3 separate regions of the Zea mays genome follow, and all the other regions are linked to region 2. The links are chromatin contacts, called in public Hi-C maps. All regions are on one chromosome and are shown on one strand. The core of a region is the stretch at or near the end of the contact, and the rest is flanking DNA. Distances in the headings are between cores, read along the strand shown. Region 1 has its middle 37 kb from the start of LOC100501814. Region 2 holds the start of LOC100193150. Region 3 holds the start of LOC100501814 (Major facilitator superfamily protein).

Evidence for each region. A called contact is a pair of places that touch in the nucleus more often than the background predicts.
Region 1: a Hi-C map of ear shows a contact between it and region 2, with 1.8 times the contacts expected there. The contact joins the enhancer-like site here to the promoter of LOC100193150 in region 2. A contact is called at or near these places in 2 of 25 Hi-C or Micro-C datasets (ear and tassel).
Region 3: a Hi-C map of ear shows a contact between it and region 2, with 2.8 times the contacts expected there. The contact joins the promoter of LOC100501814 here to the promoter of LOC100193150 in region 2. A contact is called at or near these places in 2 of 25 Hi-C or Micro-C datasets (ear and leaf mesophyll).

Annotation. Positions count from the first base shown.
Region 1 is chr2:72,252,614-72,257,083 of Zm-B73-REFERENCE-NAM-5.0, reverse strand. No RefSeq gene overlaps it. Among protein-coding and RNA genes, the nearest start is that of LOC100501814, 37 kb to the right of the region's middle. Within about 2 kb of position 2,598, at least 19 of the 20 cell types and tissues checked have an H3K27ac peak or open chromatin away from gene starts, as enhancers often do. A contact at or near this core is called in ear and tassel, where this site is marked.
Region 2 is chr2:72,645,152-72,649,656 of Zm-B73-REFERENCE-NAM-5.0, reverse strand. LOC100193150 reads left to right here and starts at 1,428. Exons shown (of 13, transcript NM_001358650.1): 1 at 1,428-1,546; 2 at 1,680-1,785; 3 at 2,473-2,598; 4 at 2,687-2,802; 5 at 3,911-3,999; 6 at 4,218-4,263. The coding sequence starts at 1,776.
Region 3 is chr2:72,216,743-72,221,620 of Zm-B73-REFERENCE-NAM-5.0, reverse strand. LOC100501814 (Major facilitator superfamily protein) reads left to right here and starts at 3,528. Exons shown (of 3, transcript NM_001401914.1): 1 at 3,528-3,876. The coding sequence starts at 3,535.

The DNA.
Region 1 (4,470 bases), core at 1,349-3,848, 390 kb after region 2:
CCAACTCTGATAATAGACATATCGTGAAAATATCTCCCCCTCATGGCGTCAATATGACTTTGCTTGATAGTCGATTTTTCGAAGGTAGTATGGCTTGTCCGCCACGGTCAATCCTCAGAATCTTCATCCCCACTTTCCATGTCATAAATATCACTATCATCAGAATCTTTGGACAAACCTTCCATGGTCTCCTTAGTAATTTTCTTTGTATTTGTTTTTTCCATAGACTCATAAAACCCAGCAATGAAAGGATCCGCAACTTTCTTTTCTTCATACAACTTCTTCTCCTTGGTCATTTTCTTCTCTTCAGTCATCTTCTTCTCCTCACTCATCTTCTTCTCCTAAAATTTGGAGCAAACACACCTTTAAACCGAAGCTCTAAAAGCTCGAAAATCAGGCGAGAGCTATTGAGCAAGAGATAGAAATTTGAGAAAATAACGCAAATAGCAGAGACAACATATCAAATGTTGCCGCTGTGGGTTCATATTTATACGCATAGTGCTTTGCAACTTAGCGGGCCCCGTCTGTCATTGACTATCGCTATTCTAGCGAAGGGAAGGTGTTTTTTCGGACCTTCGGCTTAAGGCCTTCATTCACATCATAGTCTGAATTTATTATTATAACAAATTAATACTGCAATGGGCTACTATTGGGGGGCCTTCGTCTTTCGAAGGTCCTCAAAAACACGCATAACATGTTTTCCAAGTATAATATATGTACAGGAACCTTCAGACATGGGATGAAAACGCACATAATATGAAGAGTGCGGTTTGGGAGAAGGATGAACTAGTGCCGAAGCTACCCGTGAAAAAGCTTCGGCTCAGCGATGGAAAGTGAAACCGACTTAAAGGGGAAAAGGCTGTCTAGTCCTCGATAGATTTTCCTTAAGTCAATAGTAAATGTCAAGGGCATGAATGTAATTCTACATAGGTTGTGTCCTGTGCCTATAAATAGATGAACAGTGACACCGTACTGTTCACGCTGACTTGTATTCACTCGCACGTCACACTTGGGCTTTTGCCCTCTGTCAAGCCGAAGGTACAAATATAATCTAATATTATTCATGTTCATTCATGATGATATAAAAAGAAAGATATATTAATGATGTCATATGAAGATTCATGTTATTTCTCATGTTTTATATGCTTCTACCTCCATTAATATACACTGTGATGATGAAGGTATGTCCTTCATAACCTTCGTCTGAAGATCATTATATCCTAAGGAAGATAATACTTTGAAGGACGAAGGTCTTTAACCATTAACATTTGTGTTGCCTTGTTCTTAACTCATAGCATTTGAGAACAAGTCCCCAACAAGCACCTTACCTAATAGAGGCAACGACAGTAGGGGAGTGGTCAGTGTGGGAGGCCCTTGGGTTGATTTTGCTGCGATGGCGGTCAGGCGAGGGGTCCCTGCATTGGAGCTTCCTAGAAACTGTAGCGGGTTTTCTGAAGCTAGTGGAACTTTGTAAAGGCCTCGTAGTAGTACCCTGCCTCGCTTCCTTGGTAAAGGTGTATGGGGTCCGATCAACCCCATGGCAAATGGGTAACACGACTTGTGGGTAAAGATGTGCAACCTCTGCAGAGTATAAAACTGGTATACTAGCCATGCTCACGGTCATGAGCGGCTCGAACACTCACATGATTAATTTATGAAATTAAATTCAATTTGTCATTTGCATCGCATTTGGATTATTATTATTTTTATTTACTATTACCATGGTTTGGTATTCACTTAAATTTAGTAAATGCTAATAAAATTTTGACCAACTTATAAAAGCAATGCTCAGCTTTAACCTTTATTTATTGATCAGCCCTACACCTCACATGAACTCCCACCTTTGGTGAGTTCATGCACATTATTCCCCACAACTTGTTGAGCTATGATCTTTTGTGAGCTCACTCCTGCGATAAATAACCCCCCCCACAGGTGAAGAGCATGTGGTTGAAGAGGAGCCGCCCTACAATGAAGCATACGAGTTGATCTAGGTGACGTCTCCTAGTCGACTTTATGGCGCCAAGGACGGACATTAGTTCGCTTTATATTTATCTTTTATTTTCATAAGACTTTCGCTATGTAATAATTACTTTTATGATATTGTGACATTTATCTCTATACACTCTGTTATTATATGTGTTGTTCTTCTTTGGCGCACATATGAGAGACATCCCACTTCATCCCTTAAATCCGGGTGTGACATTTTATGTCTAAACAGAGTTACTAGGTGATAAACAATATTAAAACAAAATTAATGCCACTAGAATGGGTCATTTCGGAGTTAAAATGAATTTTCTATGTATTAAACAAGTTTCTGGATTTATTTTTATATTAAAAAATCATTTTCTGTAATTGATTTATAACTAAACCGAGCTCTCTGTATATAATCCTAATTTCTGAAGAAGCCAGGGCGTATTTGCAAATTCTAGGGACCTATTTGTATCTGTTTTCAACCGCGCGTGGACGACAGGTTGATTCTGTAATCTTCTAGGGTCTTTTAAGCGAAATTCCCACGGTGAAAGGGTATGGGTAAACCTTAGCCATAAGATATGTAGTGGGCGGCCCAGATTAGATCGTTACCTCATCAAACCGGTATGCAATCTTGAGAATTGGATCTACAACCGACGACCGAGGATCCCCATGCATGCAAGACATACTAGTCCTTAGATCCAGGATCCACGATCACGAACGAAGCGCTTCACATGTTCCAATCTTGGCACTTCCTTCCGATCCGACGCACCCCAGGTCTTCTTCCCCAACGCGCCATGCGCTCGGCCATCCTGGCACAAGGATCCGGCGGCCGCAAGAATGGAGCAAAAGCCCCGACGCCCCACCCTTTATAACCGCGTGGAACCCAGGCCAGATCCCATCTGATAGAGTGGACGGAAACGGCGACGGTGGAACCCAACTTGCGCGGCGGCGGCGAATCGGCACCCGACGATCCATCCACACCCAGCTACGACCGCGCAGTACCACGACGCGCACAGTTGGGCGTTCACCAGAGTAGGGAGGGGAAAAGAAGTGCCAAGCGTGAGGTTTTATAGTCCGGCTGGGCAGATTCGCCTGGTAGTTGCATGCATGCGACCGTGGCACGCCCGATCAAGCTGTTACAAAGCCGCCGCCATGGGCGCACCCGATGTGGGGGGGTTCCAGCAATGGTGGGGCCCACCAATCAATCATAGAGGAGGCACTGCATGCGCATGGTTTGAGTTGACGCCGGAAACAGGGAGTGGGCTGGCCTATAGCCCACGCGGCCGAAGGGGGGGAAGGTAGGGGTAGAGAGTTGGGCTGAGTAGGGAATTTGGCCCAAGGTCGGTTCTGTTTCTTTTTCTTTTTAGTTTCCTGTTCTCTCCTTTTTCCTATTTTGTTTTCCATTTTCAAATCTAAATGAAATCCAAATTTCCAATTCGATTATAAATGCACAATACAAACTCCAGCATGAATGCAGAATTTAAGTTTATTCATTTCTTTCTTATTTAAAATAAATGCCTCTAGATGTATATTAGTAAAGGAAGTATTTCCCAATAGAAAAATCTGTATTGTTTCTTCCGTGAGTTTAACTCTTGCTTGAAAATTATACCTAATTTCTATTATTACTTTTATTTTGGGATACGTACTCTCAATGGTAACAAAATTCTTATTAAAAGATATTTTAAATCAAAAACTTGGAGAAACGTTAATAAACCCTCGATATAAGATTTTGGGTGCTACACTTCTTCATCCTCTAGAACTCCTATTTCTCTATGCTTAGTCCAACAAATATAGTAAGGCATGGAATCTCTTTGTAGCAAGTGGAGGTGAATGGGTCTGCCACAACTCAATACATGGACACTCGGTGCCTCAATGCATGTGTCCACATAAGTTAGCATGTAATTGATCTGGTTCAAGTCTTCATGGGCCAATGTTGTATCTTGGCAACAATAATGTGAGTTGATCAAATAGTAGTTTTGTTGTTACAATATTTTGTATAGGTGTTGCATAAACTTATTGACCCTAAAAATCAACCATCTAGATCTGGTCATGGTTGGCTCTATGACGCTCTCGTATATTGTCACGGTTCCTCTAGTTCCTAGTTGCTACCTCACCAACATAGTCTTCCTCATGGTCGGTAAGCTGATCATCTTGGAGTCCATCAATAGAGTTAGCCATGAACACAAACTAGTGTTCTAGAAGATCATATGAATATGAGTCCGAGCTTAAGTCTGAGTCTAAGTTGAGGCTAAGTTCAGAGTTAGAATCTGAGTCGATGTCGAGTCTAAGTATGGGTAGAGACTAGTCTAACGATCTGTAGTCACCGTGATGGTGTTGAATCTTCATAGTCTTGATCATATGGAGCAGGCATTACCAAAAGGTCTAGGACAAGCCCTTCATTATAGGTGACAAGATTACTAACCATGTCGGAGATGAATCTTAGGGTGCCAAGTATGAACTCGTCTCCCAATGCAAACTTAATGGATGTCATCAACTTTG
Region 2 (4,505 bases), core at 179-2,678:
AACTCTACCTACCATGCCCATTAATAAAACCAACGGCTTTGAGAGCCCTGGGGTGCACTGTAGACATCACCAGGTAGATTCCCCAATCATCCCCGACACCTTGGACCGTGTCCCATCAATTTGGTACCACTTGCTCCTCCGTGTAATGCTCGAGCACGCGGCTTTGAGAGCGAGGCCATCTTCTCTCTTCAGCTGTCTGTCATCCTAAAAGCCAAGTTTGTAGTTCAGCAAAATCATTTGTTAGCGTGTGGTATTGAGAAATGTACTCGCGCTCATTCGTCAGGTTTGCACTGTAAACGTAGTTAACTTTGCCCTATTTCTGCCGAGTAGAGTTTGAGGCCTTCTCACACATAAATAATACTCCGTCTGTTTCAAAATAAAATTCGTTTTAGATATTTATTGAATTCACACAATACTTAATGTATGTGTTATATATATATATATTTATCTATTTAAATATAAATATAAAAATAAAAAACTAAATCGACTATTATTTTAGAACATATGGAGCACTCCATCCGTCCCAAAATAAAATTTGTTTTTAAAAAATTGATAGATTAATACAATACTTGATGTATGTGTTTTGTATATGTGTCTATCTTTATTATCATCAATTTGAATACAGACATAAAAACTAAGAGCTAAAACGACTATTATTTGGGAAAGAATGGAGTAAATGAATGCCTCTAATATGGTGATGAGAAGTCTTGCTTATGCTATAGCCAGCATATCATATTTTGTAGATATGGCCACGGTAGACACTATTTTGTACTATATATATTATACTCTACAAGTGTAATTTAAAATATAAGTTGAGATAAGTAAGGCTGGCTGTGGCTTTAGGATAGCTAGTGTATACATTGGATCTCAGGAAGGTGCTCAAGCATTCATCTACAACTACACTCGGTGTCGGTGTCACTGACTTCTAGACGGCAATTTTTACCTAACCCTCTGCGAAAAGAACAAGCACTTGCTTTCGCATTCAGATGGGGAGGAGTGACCAGTGATACTATGAATAATGGTTTCACTCGTCATCTCGACTCCCAGGTCAAGTCAAGCTATAAACAAAAACCAAAATGAGAAGGTAGAGCAGTTTAATAAGTCAGGATTGCACAAGTTGCTCGTTGCAGTATGAAAATCCCATGTGCACCTACACACTAATATCTTACTACAGTTGTTTATCCTCGCCAACAAACCCGTTCAGCTGCGCTTTTCGCTAATGAAATTCTGTGGATGGACGTGGACTAATAAACTCTAAGGGCTTGTTTGGGATCAAGGGTAATGGAGTGGATTGAGGGGGCTAGAATCCCCTACTACTTAATTTTAAATAGTGAGGGATTATAGCTCCCTCAATCCCCTCTATTACCCTTTGTTCCAAACAAGCCCTAAATCAGGGTACACAAGGGCCAGTCACTGTCTTGAATTGCAGAAGCAGCAGACTCAGGCACCAATATCTTCTCTCTCCCTCTCACCAATATGTTCTAAATCAGCAGAAGCAGCTGATCGATTTACTCACCAATATGTTCTCTCCCCCTCTCACCCTAGGGTATGCCCTGTCTGCCCTGCTGTATCCTCATCTGCGCTGCGGGAGCCAGTAAAGGGCACAGGAGGAGTTCTTGTGGCGTACTGCAGCTTCTCCTCGTCCTCCCTAACTCTTGTTTGTTAGCGGCTAATTTCAGAGCTTTTGTTGGCAACTGGGGGAACCATAGTGCGGGGGTTCCTCGCCCCCCTCTTTCCATGGGAGCTTAGAAGCTGTTGGATCTCTGCAAGTGACCATGAGCCAGAGTGAGTGTTTTTCTTGTGATTTCTCGTCGTTTATTTGGTGATTCTTGATTGCCGCGGCCAAGACATCATCTTTATTGTACTTCCTGGGGGTGGACCTAGGTAGGGCGATGAGAGCAGCGGTTCTTGTTTCTTGGCGGGGGCTCTTGATTGCTTCTGATGCTGCTAAGTGGATCCCACTACCCGATATAGGGAGAATAGAGAAAAGAAAACATCGGATTCTTTTGAGCGCTTGTGTTTCTTCAGTGATTGATGGAATAGGCAGGGCGTTTGTTAGATTCTTTTTGAGCTCATGCTCCACTCTGGCTCGAATTCGTCGTTGAGCTTTTGGTACAGCTGTAGCGGAATAACGGATGGGATGTTCGTACAAGCTCTTGGAAGCATAAATATGCCCTTTCCTACCGTATAAAGGTGCAAATCTTGGCAAGGTTCATGGCTTATGTTGGGGTTTCGACACTGCTGAGATCAGTACATTCCCTAGACGAGCTTGAAAACATCGGAATTTTTCTTTTTATAACTTTATACAATATACCTTTATATTGAGATGGGAATGATTTCTTTAACTAATCATATCCCATGATGAGGTTCATGTTAATGTTGAGAATTTATTGTGGTCCTATGGGGTTTAATAGAAAATTAAATACTGCCGCGCCTTATCGGCTTATCCTTTGGTACTCTGTCTGGCTGTAGGTTTTGACATCAACGTACTTCGTGAAGAAGCAAGGAGTAGGTGGTTAAAGCCTTCTGAAGTGTACTATATCTTGCAGAATCACGAGAGGTTCCCTATCACCCATGAGGCACCAAAGAAGCCACCCAGTAAAGCACATATATCCCTTAATTAGAGGAAATTATCTTACTTGTATAATTGTTCTTTTCTTTGACAACATATTTGATTGTTCTACAGGTGGTTCCCTATTCCTTTACAATCGTCGTGTCAATCGGTATTTCCGGAGAGATGGTCACACATGGCGGAGGAAGAAGGATGGAAGAACAGTTGGGGAGGCTCATGAACGACTGAAGGTTTATTTTAGAAGGCTCAGTATAGCAGCAAATCATTTCAGTTGTTTCCATATTTTTATCTGCGTCTTCTAGTTCAACAGTGGTTGTTAAGAATTTATGTTTCAATACTACAAAACTCGCTTTTTGGGCAAATCACCTTCTTGTCTACCATGACTTTTCCGCGGTGCAACATGTAAACTATCGACTTGGGACAAAGTTAAAACGACTTACTTGGTCAAACTATGTATTATGTCCATCTTAATTTCCATGATAGCCTGTCCCAGTGACCTTTACATATACCTATGATTTTACAAACAGCATTGCAAGCTTGACTATACCAAAAAACTGTTTCCATCTATGTTGTCTTATCATAATAGTCAATGAATGTGTTTTCATAGTGAAGACCAAAAATATAAATATTATATTCTGAGCATAGAAGGGCAGGCCTGGTGCAATGTTGAGAGCATTTTCGGTAAGTCAACGCCTCCGCAAATTCCGGGGGAAAGGCTTACCTCTATTTATCCCTTCCCCGGACCCTACATTCCCTAGACCCCACTCACGCGGGAGCCTCCGGCACTGGGTCTACACTTTTTATTATATTGTGAGCATGGGTGGCTAGGAGAACCTTTGGCAATTACTTTATGAAATTATGATGTACCTCCTATGTGACAGCCTGCAGCACAGTCATGACGCTCAGACTTTCATCTTTAATGGCACAAGTTTGAGTTTCATGGCTGCTACAGGTTGTCACAAATGAATGCATATTATGGCGCTCTGCTGGAGCAAAAGCGCTCTAGGAGCTTTTTTTGGTCGTTTGCTGGAATATAATACCCCTGGCACTTGGTAGGTTGATGGTTGCCTGATTGTTGACGGGACCTTTTTCTAGTTTTCTGTCTGTAGTGTGGTAGTGCGAGTGCGAGATCAGGTGTCACCAAATCAAGTCTGCAGTTTTTTTTGTCTGTCGATTAATATGATTTTTTCTTAGGAATTAAGAATTTTATAGGAATTTATAAAACTCAAATGAAAGTGGTACCTTTATCTCACTAGTTTGTTACAGATTATAAATTTTAGAAGTCGATAACTGATCAGCGTCCTCTGTCTCACATCTGACATTTTCTCATGACTGCAGGTTGGAAATGTTGATTCTTTGAGCTGCTATTACGCTCATGGGGAGCAAAATCCATGTTTCCAGAGACGGTGTTTCTGGATGTTGGAACCGTAAGATTATCTTGCCATTCAGTTAGCTCAAATCTGTGAAATTATGATTTATGACCCATGTAAGTTGTATGCGATAATTGTAGTCACAATTGTGCTGAATTACTGTGTAACTTGTTACTTAAGAATAAATTGAATTGTTTCTGAACATCTGTCTTTGAGAAACAAAAATAGTGGTTACAACATTCAACTTTATCGATTCACATTCTCTACTTTTGCAGTGCATATGAACACATTGTGCTGGTACAATACAGAGAGGTTGCTGAGGTATGTAATACTCCCTCCGTCCCAAAATAGTATTAATTTTAGCTCTTAATTTTTATGTCTATATTCAACCAGACGATGATGAATGTAGACACACATATATATAACATATACACCAAGTATTGTATGAATCTACTAAAAGGCTAAAACGAATTTTATTTTGGGACGGAGGGAGTATTAACATTGCCTTGTTATGTTTTTTTATGTAACACAGTGTGTTGTTTGACAAGATCACCGGCTCTCCA
Region 3 (4,878 bases), core at 2,279-4,778, 430 kb after region 2:
CCTAGCTCTTGTAAGTGGTTGGAAGGTGAAAAACTTGGATGTCTTGAATGTGGGGTGGTTGGGGGTATTTATAACCCCAACCACCAAACTAGCCGTTTGGTGGAGGCTGCTGTCGCATGGCGCACTGGACAGTCCGGTGCGCCAGCCACGTCACCAGGCCGTTGGGTTCCGACCGTTGGAGCTCTGACTTGTGGGCCCGCCTGGCTGTCCGATGGTGCACCGGACAAGTCATGTGGACTGTTCGATGTGCCACCCGCGCGTGCTCTGCACCTCTGCGCGCTGGCGCGCATTCAATGCGTTGCAGACGACCGTTGGCGCGAAGTAGCCGTTGCTCCGCTAGCTCACCGGACAATCCGGTGTGCACCGGACATGTCCGGTGAATTATAGCGGAGCAGAAATCCGAAGCTGGCGAGTTCAGAGTCGCTCTCCTCTGGGGCACCGGACACTGTCCGGTGGTGCACCAGACAGTCCGGTGAATTATAGAGAAGCGCCTCTGAAAATTCCCGAAGGTGCGAAGTTTGGCTTGGAGTCCCCTGGTGCACCGAACACTGTCCGGTCGCACACCGGACAGTCCGGTGCGCCAGACCAGGGCAGCCTTCGGTTATCCCTTGCTCTCTTGTTGAACCCATCTCTTGGTCTTTTTATTGGCTAAGTGTGAACCTTTGGCACCTGTATAACTTATACACTAGAGCAAACTAGTTAGTCCAATTATTTGTGTTGGGCAATTCAACCACCAAAATCAATTAGGAAATAGGTGTAAGCCTAATTCCCTTTCACCCGTCCTTTCGCGGGTTCGCCCGAGGGAGGCTTGATTCCGCCAGAGGCGGCAGTATTCGCGCTCGCCGACGCCTTGCTGGGTTCGGGTACAACCGGTTTCGCAGCCGGCACTGGCTTGCTACTGCCGGAGGCAGCAGCACTCTTCGCACTCCCTCGTGCCCTCTTTGCCTCGCGCCTAGGATCTGCGATCCTGACGACCACCCAGCGCTTCTGCGCGGCGTCTTGACGGTCCTTGTTCATCATTGCCGACACAACAACAGCAATATTCCGTTCGTAAGGAAACACCTTTAAGTCACGAGCCATGCGAGATGTAACGAAGTCTTTGCCAGCCGCGCGGGGGATCGGAACATTCTTGGGCCATCAACCCCCGGTAACCTCCAGCATTCACGCCGAAGACTCCCGGAGCTCGGGCGAAGACATCCTTCCCCCGAGGGCTACGCACGTCCCCATCAACTTCCTAGCAAAACTATCGGAGACCCCCAGTCCCCCCACTGCAGTACCTAATTTTCTCTTCTTAGTGGCTGGGGCAGCCACCTGCGAAGGCTCTTCCTCGGTCACGCCCATCGGTTTTTCCCACGGCGGTCGGCGGCGTCTTCCCCGGGATAACCACCGTATGGCAAGCCGTTCAATTCAAAGACCCGATTCAATCTATCGTTGGCCCCATGGATATCCCAGCTCTGCAGACCCTCTGTCTTCGGCACATAGCGCCCCACGATCCTCGCCGCACCGTCTTCCGCCTCGCGCACGAATGCGGCGGGATCCCGACCATGCAATTCCAACGCGAAGGCCGGACTTCGCACCCGCTGCCCGCCCCGGGAAGGCATCTCGTGAGGGCATACTTCACCCAGCGCCCAGCCATGTGCCAAGGGCCATACCCCATAACCAATAAATTCCTCCACTAAATCGCGCCCGCTACTCACGCGGGCAGCGCACCGAAGGGCTCCCTCGTCTTCATCATCCTCCGCCACCTCAAACTGCGGGTACGCCACATAATAATGGGAGCACATGACAGCCACGGGGAGTCCTGGATGGTCTTCAACTGCGCCTTCGGAAACGTAAAACCAGAAATCCCACCAGTTGCCCCACTTATTGCGGGCGTAAGGAACCAACTCCACGACTTCCATCGAAGTCTTGCCGGTCCTCGGCGTAAACGTGCACGATCCAAACTGTGCAATCTCATGTCCAATTTTCCTCTTTTGCCAATGCAGATAGTAATGTTTTGCGAAGACCTCCACAGAGGGCTGACCACCATACGAAGTCGTCGCCCACACATACTTCGCCAGGGCCACCACGACATTCGGCGTCAGCTGTTGGACCTGGACCTCGAATCTCCGCAGGACCTCCGCCACGAATCGATGTGCAGGCAGACGAAGGCCAGCGGTGAAAAACGCCTCAAAAACGACCAACTCGCCTTCTGGCTCGGGGACCTCCTCCGCCCCCGGGACACGCCCCACTCCGCTGCCAAAATATCCAAGCTGTTGCATATCCTGAATGCGGACCGAGGAAATCCGCGACACACCAAACTCCATTGTATCACTAGGATGTAACTCCTCCGTCGCCATGTTGCTCAAAGTGTCCTCGGACGATGCGCCGGCCGGCGGTGTATTTGCAACAGATGAGGAAGAGGACGACATGGCTACGTACCGTCGGCGGCGGCGGGCGGTCTGCTTGACGCGGGCCAGATCTCCGATGAGCAGGAGCAAGGAGGGCAGGCGAGCGGACGAACGGTTTAAAAAGGAGGCTAGGGTTTTGCGGCGCGCAGAAAGAGAACCTGACCCGCGCCGCCCCGCTCCCCTTTTTATACACAGGACGCGACACTTCGGGAAACCCGCAGTCCAACAGTACCACGTCCGTCAACACTCACATCAAAAACCCCCACAGAACCACTTCGAGCGAGGGCAGCGTCTCCACCATCTAGCAATGTCTTCGGCACCAGATGACTTAGTCGAACTGGTCCCTCGGAGGGCAAATGTTGGGGCGAAGGCGAAGACGCTACCCTTCGCTCGATGCCTTCGCCAATCTCGCTGCACCAATGGAGGCGAAACGATCGGCGGGTTCCACCCTTCGTCCACTACGCTGCAAGACGAAGGCCTACGACGAGGTCGCCCCCGTCCCGCGTCCTCGTCGAACACGAAAGCCCACGTGGAATTCGGCCCATTGTAACAGGCCCCGCGCGTCTGAGTGTGTTACGGGCCCGATTTGTAAGGGCTTTTCTGTAATGATAGTCTGTAACCCAGCTTATGGGAATATTCCGGGGATAACCTAGGTGCCTGAGGGCACATGCGTTCTTACTCCAAGACGTTGGTCACTTAGGCACCTATAAATACCTCCGTACAGTGACCTTGAGAGGCTAAATCAAAAGAGCAATTGTCATCTCAAGCTAAAACCTTGTTTGCATTCCTCTTATTCCCCCGTTGGATCATCTTGCCCAAGAGCGCAAGTTCCAATAGTCCGTTTGGTCAAGTTCTTTGGTCATCTATATATATATAGTCCGAGATTTCGTATTGTATAAATGTGTTTGTGAACTGTGACAATATATAAAGTCCGAGATTTCGTATTATTGAAATAGGTGCGTGAACCGTGGCATTGATATTTTTTTTTCAATTTTAATGACCCGTCGACTGAAGGTGGACGTGTGCGTCGCTTGTTTGTCTACCGTACTTGCGTGTGCGTCTCTTGTTTGCCTGCGATTGAAAGCCTTCTCTGACCTGTCTCCAAATTGGCATTCCTGAGCAAAAATCCCCTGCAACCCGACCCATGGCCATGGGCAAGCTCGAGGAGAGGACGCGTGCGTTCTGGACGAACCGATGGCTTGTGTTCGTTGGGGCCATGTGGATGCAGTCCATGGCCGGCACCACTTACATCTTCGGCGCCATCTCGCCGGTGGTCAAGGCCAGGCTGGGCTACGACCAGCCGCAGGTGGCCGCGCTGGGTGTCGCCAAGAACGTTGGCGGCTGCCTCGGCCTCCTCGCCGGCGCGCTCTCGGCGACGTGGCCGCCGTGGGCGCTGCTGGCCATCGGCGCCGCGCAGAACTTCCTCGGCTACGGCTGGCTCTGGCTCGTCGTCTCCGGGAACGCGCCGGCGCTGCCCCTCTGGCTGGTATGCTGCTGATCCTGGCTGTTTGGAGTTGGTTAAATTTCGGGAAAAAAGGAAGAAAAAGTTGAGAAAAAAGGAGGGAATTTCGGTGTACATATCTGGTCCACGTAGGACTTGGTTACCCTGCCCCATATGCCAGTGACTTTTTTTTTAAAAAAATGTATAAGCAATTAAGCATCCATGTCCATATCCATTCCACTTCCACCCATCCCCGTGGCTTCTGTCTGCTGCGACCCTGCTCCACTCCGTCTGCATCACCTGTCACGGTTGTCACCTCCACCACGGCTCCAGCTCCACCCGCGCTGGTTTAGGGCCGCTGCTGGGCGGGTGACGAGCGCGGCTGTCGGATTCCGCCGAGCCTCAGTATGCGGGCAGCGGGCGCGGCCTCCGCCTCCGCCACACCAGCCCTGGCGTTCCCCTTGTCTTCCCCTATATATACAGATCGGTCTGATTTTACTTTTTTTGACATGGCTCCATTTATGCTTACTCCCTCACACCCAAAATTAGTCTCCACTCTCGCATTTTGAAAGAAAATTGTATCAATATTTCTATCTTCAAATAGATTTACTACGAAGATTCATGACGTGATTAATCTAATGATGCTTGTCTGATATCATAAATATTACTAGTATGTTTTGGTATAGATTTGGCCAAAGTTAATATTGTTTGGCTTATCGAAGTGCGGGATGGAGACTTATTTTAGGACAGGACGGAGGGAGTACATCGGAGCTGCTCTTGTGTCATGACTGTGCCACATTATGCCAGAGGGGAGTAAACTATGCGAGTTTTCCATTCTGAAAACAAGTGATTCAACATATTTCACGCCACACCATAAACGGACACCTCAAAGTTATGATTTTGCTGTGGATGGCTGGCAACTGGTATCAGCACAAAATCTGGTTACCATCATTATTTGCATGTTTCCAGCTCAACTGAAAATGATGTGCACTGCATTTGTTTCTGCCTTGTCTTGCTTTATTGTTTTTTTCCTTTTATCGTGTTCCT